Linked DNA regions of Zea mays: region 1 is linked to region 2. The links are chromatin contacts, called in public Hi-C maps. All regions are on one chromosome and are shown on one strand. Each heading gives the region's core, a stretch centred on a gene start, on an enhancer-like site or on the middle of the called end of the contact. The rest is flanking DNA. Distances are from core to core; before and after follow the strand shown. Region 1 holds the start of LOC100304244. Region 2 holds the start of LOC100283642 (glycosyl transferase, group 1 family protein).

Region 1 (4,498 bases), core at 1,448-3,947, 190 kb after region 2:
CTGGGCGCGGGACAAGAACACGAAGGCCGTGGGATTTCCACCTCCCTCTCTCGCTCCGGCTGCCCTTTCTTCCCCCCTTCGCGCTCCGTCTCGCGCCGACCCATCTGGGCTGGGGCACGCGGCGACATTTCACTCGTCGGCCCAGGGACCCCCCGGTCTCGAAACGCCGACATTATTAGATTAACCAATAGGACTGACATATTATGTGTCGTTTCTATATGTGAAAATTATATTAAAAAAGGTTCTCATAATTTTTGCATTTTTCCATTGGTAACTTTTTTAAGAACTTGCATGGTTTTTGTAGACTATCTATAGGTTTTACAGAACTTTATGGCAGCAAGTTCCCATGTGTATAAGTGTTTGGATCATCTCTTCTGCATTTTAATCTAATTCTCGTTATGATACCTCCCAAATTTTAGGCTTGTGATCTGAGTCTTGGGTGTTGAGACTTGAATACTATTTTCATCTTGCACCATAAAGCATCTTGTAATCTGAATTTGCTAAGGTTTCATGGACCATAATTTCATTCTTAAGGAATGAATGGTTTGCAGTGTTATCTTTAGCATCCGAGAAGCATAAGAAATATTTTCTCCCTGTTGTGAATGAACTGTATATTTGCTTATAAAATCTCTCTTGGTGTTATGTACGTATGTACGAAGACCCTTTTATTAACATTCTGCTGTTTTATCGGCCCGATACATGTTGATTGACATATGATACCATTTATCTCAGTTGGCAAGACATGACATTGGCGCTTGATCAAAAGCGATGGAAGAAAGCTATTGAGAAAAAGCAACAGCGAGCTTAAGGTGAGCATATGTCATGTTCTAACTTTTTTTATAAAAGGGTCAGGTTCTAACTTGCTTATGCTTACAGGTCAACTAAATTGGCTTTTTTATCAGATGATGACAGTTGACATCGACCGTGTCATGTTCTAACTTTTTTTATAAAAGGGTCAGGTTCTAACTTGCTTATGCTTCCTCCTGTTTGCTACAGCTCATTATTCTTTCCTGCCCCTTGGGCCCCAGTTGGATGAGCATGTGTCTGGTCATCAATTCTGGCGCATGAAGTTTCAGAGTTTTCTATCTCTACACATAATGTATTGACTGAGGTTCTACTTTTGGTTTCCCTATGTAGCGTTAGAGCACTGTGAAAACGAATGAATTATGTTAAACTGCCCCCAATTTTTATGTTTGCTACATCCCAGATCCTCACATGACATTCATAATGATTCGTCTGTTCTTGAAATCTTTATTATCCTTTTTAACATGCTACTCCATCCGTTCCAAACTATAGTTCTTTCTGGCTTTTCTAGGTACGTAGCTTTTGCTACACATTTAGATATATATAGCTTTTAGTATGTATCTAGAAAAGCTAAAAGAACTTGTAATTTGGAACATAGGGGAGTACATGTTATCTTGCATATGCAGCATTGGTGTGATTGTGTACTCCAAATGAACTCAAACCCCTGGTATAGTATATAGTCGAACAATCTCAAGTTTAGCCAGGTTGATATAAAACAATATAAAAAATTTGAGGGTTTCTTCAGGCTAGGATTTAAGGGTTTTCTTATTTTTTTAATGTTTTAACAGATGAGATAGGTGCAGGTTCCAGCATGTCCTCGTTTTTTGTGACCACATACCTTCACGGTTCATGATGCATCATACCATCTCTTGATCGTACCGCAGGTACATTCAAGGTGCTCCTCTTCTGGGGAACTCCGCAGCTGCTTCTGATGAGATCCTCGCAGTTGACACTCCTTCAGAAGGAGGCGATGCTGTTATTGTCAGTAGCAGTGACAATTCTACATCTACTCCATCAGCTGTCTCGTGGCGAGCCCGGTTCGTTGGGCAAGGTTACAAGCAGGTAAAACACATCATTTCCCGTGGTTAAGGGAGGGTTTTATGGTTCAGTTGAGACAGTTTGCGGATCAAGTGTGAAGCAAAACCATTTGACATCAGATTCACGACCAGGTTTGTGGGCGAGCAGATGTGTGGGGTGACGGCGTTGTTCCTGAGATGGCAGCGCATCTGGACTACTTATCTATTAATTTCTTGAGAATTAAAGCAGGAGGTCTTGAATATTTGTCCTTAACAGTTTATATTGTCAGTTTTACAAGAGTAGATATCTCATTACAGATATCTCATTACACTGGTTGTTGTTCTTGGATTTGAAATTTCTGTTGGAGTTGTTGTCTGGAAATGATAAGAAAATATATATGTTGCTTATGTAAAGGAGAAGTGTAGAACAAAAAGGTCTCGACTTATAGTGAGTTCGTTTTCCCACTGTTCTGTAATCTTTCAGTTGGTTTGACCACGGTTGAAGGAATCTGATACTGCTACCGAGACATGAGAGACTATGCACGAGACATGTAAATTAATAAGACTCATACAAGCGCGGAACAGTGTGCTGATGGGGCATAAGGGTAACACATGCTCAGGTCTTAACATATTTGGTTTTCGAGTAAACTTTCTCTAGACCCCCAAGGAAATATAAGATCCGATTAGATATGTGTCGATGCCCATCCCAGCGTACTCCCGTTGCAACGCACGGGTCTAATTAATAGAGAAGAGGATTTGAATATGGCTCAATTTGTTTGTTTGTGTTGTTACCCCATCATGGGCCTATGGGGATTGGGCTGCCTGATCGTCCTGAAATAGTCCCAACACCGTGTCTGATTCATCATCACACTCTGCACGGCTGGAGTCTGAAGAGAGGTCGTCGTCTCGTTGGACAGCCGAACAACAGCCAGCAGTCCACATCAAGGTTCCTGAGTCTGCACTCTGCAGCCATGGGAACCATCGTCCACGGCGGGCGGAGCGGCATGATGAAGCAGCTCAACGTGGGGGGCAAGCTCTTCTCGCTGGAGGCAAGCTCCCTTTCCCTCCCCATGTCTATCGGTTCCCCTTCCCCTACCCCAACATTCGTGGACCGCGACCCAGCCCTCCTATCCGCCGTCCTCGCTGCCATCCGCTCCCCGTCCACCGCAGCGCCCGACTTCCCCGCGCGCGTCCTCCTCGACGAGGCCAACTTCTACGGCCTGCACGCCCAGCTCCTCGCTGCGCTATCTCCGCCGCCGCTCCGCGGCTTCTCAGCCTCCCTCGCCTCCACCCTCTGCCCCTCCTCCGAGCCCTTCTCCACCGCCCTTGCGCCGCACCACGACGGGTCACTATGCCTCGCCCATGGCGCCGGGCTGGTCACCTATTACTCCCCAGCGCTGGATCACCGCGCCACCATTCGGACCCACCTCCACCGCGTCACCTCCCTCCTGCAGCTGCCCTCCAGTCTCGCCGTCCTTGGGTCTGACTCCGCTCCTGGGCTTCACGTGTACGACTTTCTCGATGGCAAACATGTCGCCTCCGTTCAGTGGTCGGATCCCACTGACACTCGCACCAGCAAGGCGAAGGTCGTCGCCATTGCGGCCCGTCCTCCAGCTGATGCCGCCGATAAGAATTCACCGATCTTGGCAACGTTTGAGTGCCCTCATCGGGAAAACTGCATCATGGCTGTTGACCCTGTAACTCTGAAGCCTACACAGGAGATTGGCCGGCAAAGTGGTAGTGCGGCTAAGTCATCGGCACCAGGTCGAGTGGTGCACCTGCAGGCACTTGGTCTGGTGTTTGCGTCATTCGTTAGTTCCGGGGCATTTGGCTACTCTGGCTATATGAGGCTATGGGACATTCGGTCTGGGAATGTGGTGTGGGAGACAAGCGAGCCAGGGGGAGCTGGAAGAAGCAGTAGGTTTGGGGATCCATTTGCAGATGCAGATGTGGATGTGAAGCAGCAGGCAATATACAAGGTTTGCTCAAAGTCAGGAGATTTAGCAGTGGCAGACCTGAGATGCCTTGGCGATGACCCCTGGGTGTATATGTCATCAGGACCACGAGGGAGCGCAGGAGGCTATGGCAGTGTTCTGTGCTGTCACCGCTCTCAAGTTTTTGTCAGCCGAAAGGATGGATTGGAGGTTTGGTCCCGACTGGAAGAGCACCGCCACAACACAGGGGAATTGACAGAGCAATCAGGAGTAAAGGAAAGACCCAAAAATGAAGGAATTGATGACAGATTTTATAGGAGTTGCTATGTGGACACAGAAAAGGATGCTAAGCGTGGGATGATACAGATGATTGAAGGGGGTGGAGACCGCTTGTTTGTGACAAGAGAAGAGATGCAAGGTGTGCAAGTGTGGGAGACCTCCCACCTTGCTGGTTCTACTTCTCTCTCGTAGCTTTATTCTCTTGTGCACATGGAGTGACCATTCAGTAGGTCTACCAAGAGAATTGAAATTGCATGATGCCAATATTGTTCTTGGTTCATGGCTTCATGCATAATTTGACATTGAACAAATATGTGTTTTATGTAGTCTTGGCTCTCAAGATATATCATGTATCACATGTCTTGCTTCTGCATATGCATGTCATGGTAAATGCTGAGAATAGAAAGACACAATCTTCTTTGATGTAAAACTATTTTCTTAATATCTTAGCACGAATATTTTAGC
Region 2 (4,425 bases), core at 1,874-4,373:
TTCTGTAGGAATTGTAGCCAAAAAATGATGGATGAAAATCTATACCACAAGGATGCTATGAATAATCACATTGAGTTTGGTTACTCGAGTTCATGCTGATGAGTGGTTGCACCTCCTGTATAAAGTAAAAAGCTCACCTTTTCAGAAAATCCAAATTTTTTTCACGTCCAAAACGGCCCACATGTATTACCAATGGTTTTTCTGGTTCACCACCACTAATGGGAGAGGAAAAGAAATTGTGTTATTCCATGTTAACACTCTGTTATTAAAAATTGAAGCAAGCCGTGATACCTCAATCTGACACGCATTTCGTGCCTCCGATATTTAGTATGAAAGCTTTCAGAATCTACACCCTTATTCCAAAGCCGTATTCTGTTTGCTGAAGAAGCATGGAAGGTCATGTTTAGCATGGATAGAGGGATCAAAAATAAAAAACATTAATAATATTGTCACTACTTAACCTGGCACTACTTTAGCGGTTTCAAAGTCTTCAGCAATAGCTAATGAAGGAACTAGAGTAAGATCTGCTGATCTGTGGAGGCACCCTTTGAAAACAAAAGAGATTCAGCACGCAGTAATGAAAAACCATTAAGTTTTTATAGACCACTTTTCATTTGCTGAGAACAAAATAGGAGTGACAATATTGTGGCTTACTTATAAAACTCCACGTGGGCTCAAGTAACCAATTTAAATTGTATCTCGGTATGTACCTGCAAGCCATAACAGCACATGAATTCAAAACCACAAAAGCGTTAACAGCCATGACATCGAATATTAAAATTTGTAATGGAAATAAATGATACAACCCAGCTGATGTGTACTAGAAAAATGAAAAATGTTCAATCATTGTTCTATCATATCAGAAGCAGAAAGTGAGTTCATTGATTTCCTCACACATACATCTATGTGGGAGTTCCTTTGTTTTGTATTGCGACAAACCTGTACTGGATCTATGTCCACACTCCACATGCACTATACCAATTAAGCTCTGCAGCATTGCACCTGAGGTTCTATGACCACATATGATTGGCACAAACAGATTTGTCTCATGGTATCACCGGCTCACCACAGGTTCATAATGCCTGCCCAAAACTATGTTTGAGTCTATTTCAGGACACATTTTGTTGAACTGATTTACTGAGAATTCTCCATATCAGCCAGAACATTGTTTAGGAAACTCGTTATTCAATTCTACCTGAAATGAATTTACATGCAGAACATTCTCTAATGTGATATCTACATGTACAACAAGTGAATGACCCCTCGCCAACATATTCAAAAGACTATTAGTTAGTATAATCTGAATGGTCAACTGGCTAGATTTTTTGCACAAAAAGTGGCCAAAACATTGTTGATGATTATATGCAAGTACACAGAACATAAAAATGAAAAATATTGACCCCACAGGGATCTGTATCCTACAATGATGGCAACTCATTCTATGAAAAAAAATCAGATGCTAGACAAACAAGGTATAATTGAACTTCCAAAGCTGATCACTACTTTGAATGTTTGAAAGATCTGTACCTAGTTAGATCATACATGGAAACAAACTCATGTTGCGTCAAAAGAATATCATTTCAACAAAAGGGACTCACGCTGGAAGATGTGTGTGATAAGACATCAATATTGGAACCGATATCATTTTAGCTATAGCCAGAGCACCGAGAACCTGTAATCACATAAGGTAATGAGCAAGGCAAAAACATTTGAAGTAGTATAATACTTCGGGTATGCATTGATTACCATAATTCCAGGTGATGTCGCATGGATTATGTCTGGCTTGAATTTATTCACCTCAGAAAATATTCTGGGGCTCAATGCCAGCGAGAGTGGAACATTTTGGTACAGAGGACATGGAAAGCTGAAAAGGAGGGTTTTAGGAAACAGAAATAGCAAAACGATAAAATCTTCCAAAAAATTGAATTTTAATACCGATCCCAAAATTAGACAATGAAACGGAACAGATGCCATGCATAATCAATTTCAGTGTGTGATGTGCAAGTCTAAACTAGAACGCCAAACGATTACAAAGATCATTTACACCTTGTCTCTCTTTTGCTTCAACAAAGGAATAATCTATTTCAAAGTGAATCAAAAAGTGTGCTTTCAGTAAGGTTGTTATTATTATGCACTATTGGTATTGCTAGAGAGGGTGAAGGTAGTCTATGTTGGGTTGCAGATTACCTCCAAGAGCCAATGACCTTTGCACCATGGAACTCCTCAGGAGCTCCCTTGTGTGTAGTCACCACCAATACCTAAACCAAGAAGCGCAGATGACGACCATAAAGTGCAGATGAAGTGAATTGTGGGTGGAAATATGGTCATGAACAAAATCTCATACATATACTGCACTAAACGCGAATTCTGGAATAATAATATGGTCTTGAAGAAACACTCATACATATAGTATAGCACTCTTTCTTAGACAAAGAAGAACGAGTTGATACCTCATCGCCCATCTCTCGTAGATGCTTGATGAAGTTCTGAAACCGATTCTTGTAGCCGGAAATGTAACTGCAAAACCGGAAGCCATTAACTTAGCAGTGCTTAGATAAAAAAATTGCAGGTTTGACCATGACCAATCACTATCTTATTGGCCCAGTGCCTACACGCCGATCCGATCTACTCTAATCTCACTAGCAGCTGAATGTCTGGGGGGAGAAGGCTGAGACTAACGCAAAGGGCGACGGCTCGACGAAGAGAGCAATGCGGCGTGGCTTGGAGCTCCACTCGCCATCCGCCTCCTCGGTCTGCAACAGCGGCACCTGCACCTCCCCTGTCTGCGACATCCTCCTCCGAAGCGAGCGATCCCCGGCCGCAGTCCACCGCACGAACTAAACGCAGCCTGCTTCGCTTGTGCCGCTCAAGCGCGTGCCGCGGCTGCCCTTGTCCTGCACTCCTCCTGCTTCCTCCCGGGTCGTCCGCTCCCTCCGGCGCCCGTCCCCCCGCCTGCCGCTTGACTTGCAACCCACGCAGGCAGGCGGCGGCGGCGGCGCGCGGAAGCAGCTTCACGGCAACGCGCGGGCGCGGGCGCACTCAACAGCAGCACCGGGACGCGACGGGGCGCGCGTGGGGGAAGCGCGACGACGACGGCGGGACGTGGTTGTGGTGGACTGGCAGTGGCCGGGCAGAAAAAAAAAGTGGTGGAGACAATTAGGACGAGCGAACGAATGAGCGAGCCAGAGCCAAAGGACAGCGGCAGACGGGGAATCGAATCGATTCTCTCCAGCTGCCGATCGAAATCAAGCCGGACACAGCCGTCGACGAGGGAGAAAATAACTGTCAAGGCTAAGGCCGCCGACCAGCCGTGGAATATGCTTTTCCCTGCCGTAGCGCCGCGGGTACAGATTTGCAGACGGCATACCTCGGCGCTAGACCACGTACGACATGCCGTGTCATCAAGTCATATTAAACTATGTACAACTAGTTTATTAAGTTTGGTAATTTAAATATTTAGAGTTATTATAAATCATACTATCAGATAATCTCTATGTCTCTCTCAAATCTCAAGTCTTATCACTACTAGAGCCTAACTCTCGGAAGTTAGTGAAACCGTCGAAAGTTGAAGTTAAGTGACCCCGTCGGAAGTTAACTCTCGGAAAAATTTGGTTGGAAGTTAGTCTAACTTCTTAGAGCCCTCTAGGAAGTTGTCTCTCGAAAGTTAGCACGTTCATGCTGTTTAGGCACAAGACACCGTCAGCCAGCTAACTTTCTACGACTTACTATAGCATCTAAGAATTTAGTCCGTTAATTTATCGTGGGAAGTTTGTTTTTTTGGTGTTGTGCAAATTCACTGACTACTATTCAAATTTACACTCGGATTCAACCACCACCAGCATCTTAAATTTGATCAAGCCATAGGTTTTTGAAGGATTCACGTGACAATGTGCTCTTTGTCTAACTATGTGTCGTTGATACATGTCAATGTCTCCACCATCTCGGAGGCCAAGTATTGTCGCCATGGTTCCTCAAGAGTTATAACTGTAAGACTAAAACAAGATTTCAAAGAAGTAGAGATATAACCTAATATATTTATCTGTCATAGAGAAAATTGAATATGTTAGTTTGTGCCCATGCCACTAGTTGAGCATATCAAACTTATCCTCAAAGGCAACAACCTTGTCATTATCAAGCTAAAATGTGAACTCAGGAAAACTAGGAGTCATAGATCTAAATGATAAAGTGCCAAGTGAAGGACCAACAACACTTGATCCTCCAAAATATTTGCCCATGCTTGCTCTCTCTCTTACATGTCAGTCATGATGGATGTGTGATCCTAGCTTGCCTAACTAAACCAAATTTGGTTTCATACTTGTAATATAACTAATACAATCCAGTTTTAACCTCACAAAACAGGCATTATATTTTTAAGCACAATATGCAAACCTCTCATCTTAGCCCTAGGGTTCAAGACAATGTAAA

What was found. A called contact is a pair of places that touch in the nucleus more often than the background predicts.
Region 1: a contact with region 2 is called in a Hi-C map of tassel, with 3 times the contacts expected there. The contact joins the promoter of LOC100304244 here to the promoter of LOC100283642 in region 2. A contact is called at or near these places in 4 of 25 Hi-C or Micro-C datasets (ear, leaf and tassel) and 2 of 3 datasets of contacts at active chromatin or transcription factors (leaf and seedling).

The regions. Positions count from the first base shown.
Region 1 is chr9:146,906,847-146,911,344 of Zm-B73-REFERENCE-NAM-5.0, forward strand. LOC100304244 reads left to right here and starts at 2,698. Exons shown (of 1, transcript NM_001165689.1): 1 at 2,698-4,376. The coding sequence starts at 2,792. The coding sequence ends at 4,225. It overlaps LOC111590112 (a long non-coding RNA gene), which reads left to right and starts at 655. Exons shown (of 2, transcript XR_002749197.2): 1 at 655-809; 2 at 997-1,225.
Region 2 is chr9:146,718,726-146,723,150 of Zm-B73-REFERENCE-NAM-5.0, forward strand. It overlaps LOC100283642 (glycosyl transferase, group 1 family protein), which reads right to left and starts at 3,124. Exons shown (of 11, transcript NM_001156543.1): 1 at 2,680-3,124; 2 at 2,451-2,517; 3 at 2,188-2,258; 4 at 1,747-1,864; 5 at 1,599-1,672; 6 at 655-710; 7 at 462-545; 8 at 292-379; 9 at 138-215. The coding sequence starts at 2,792.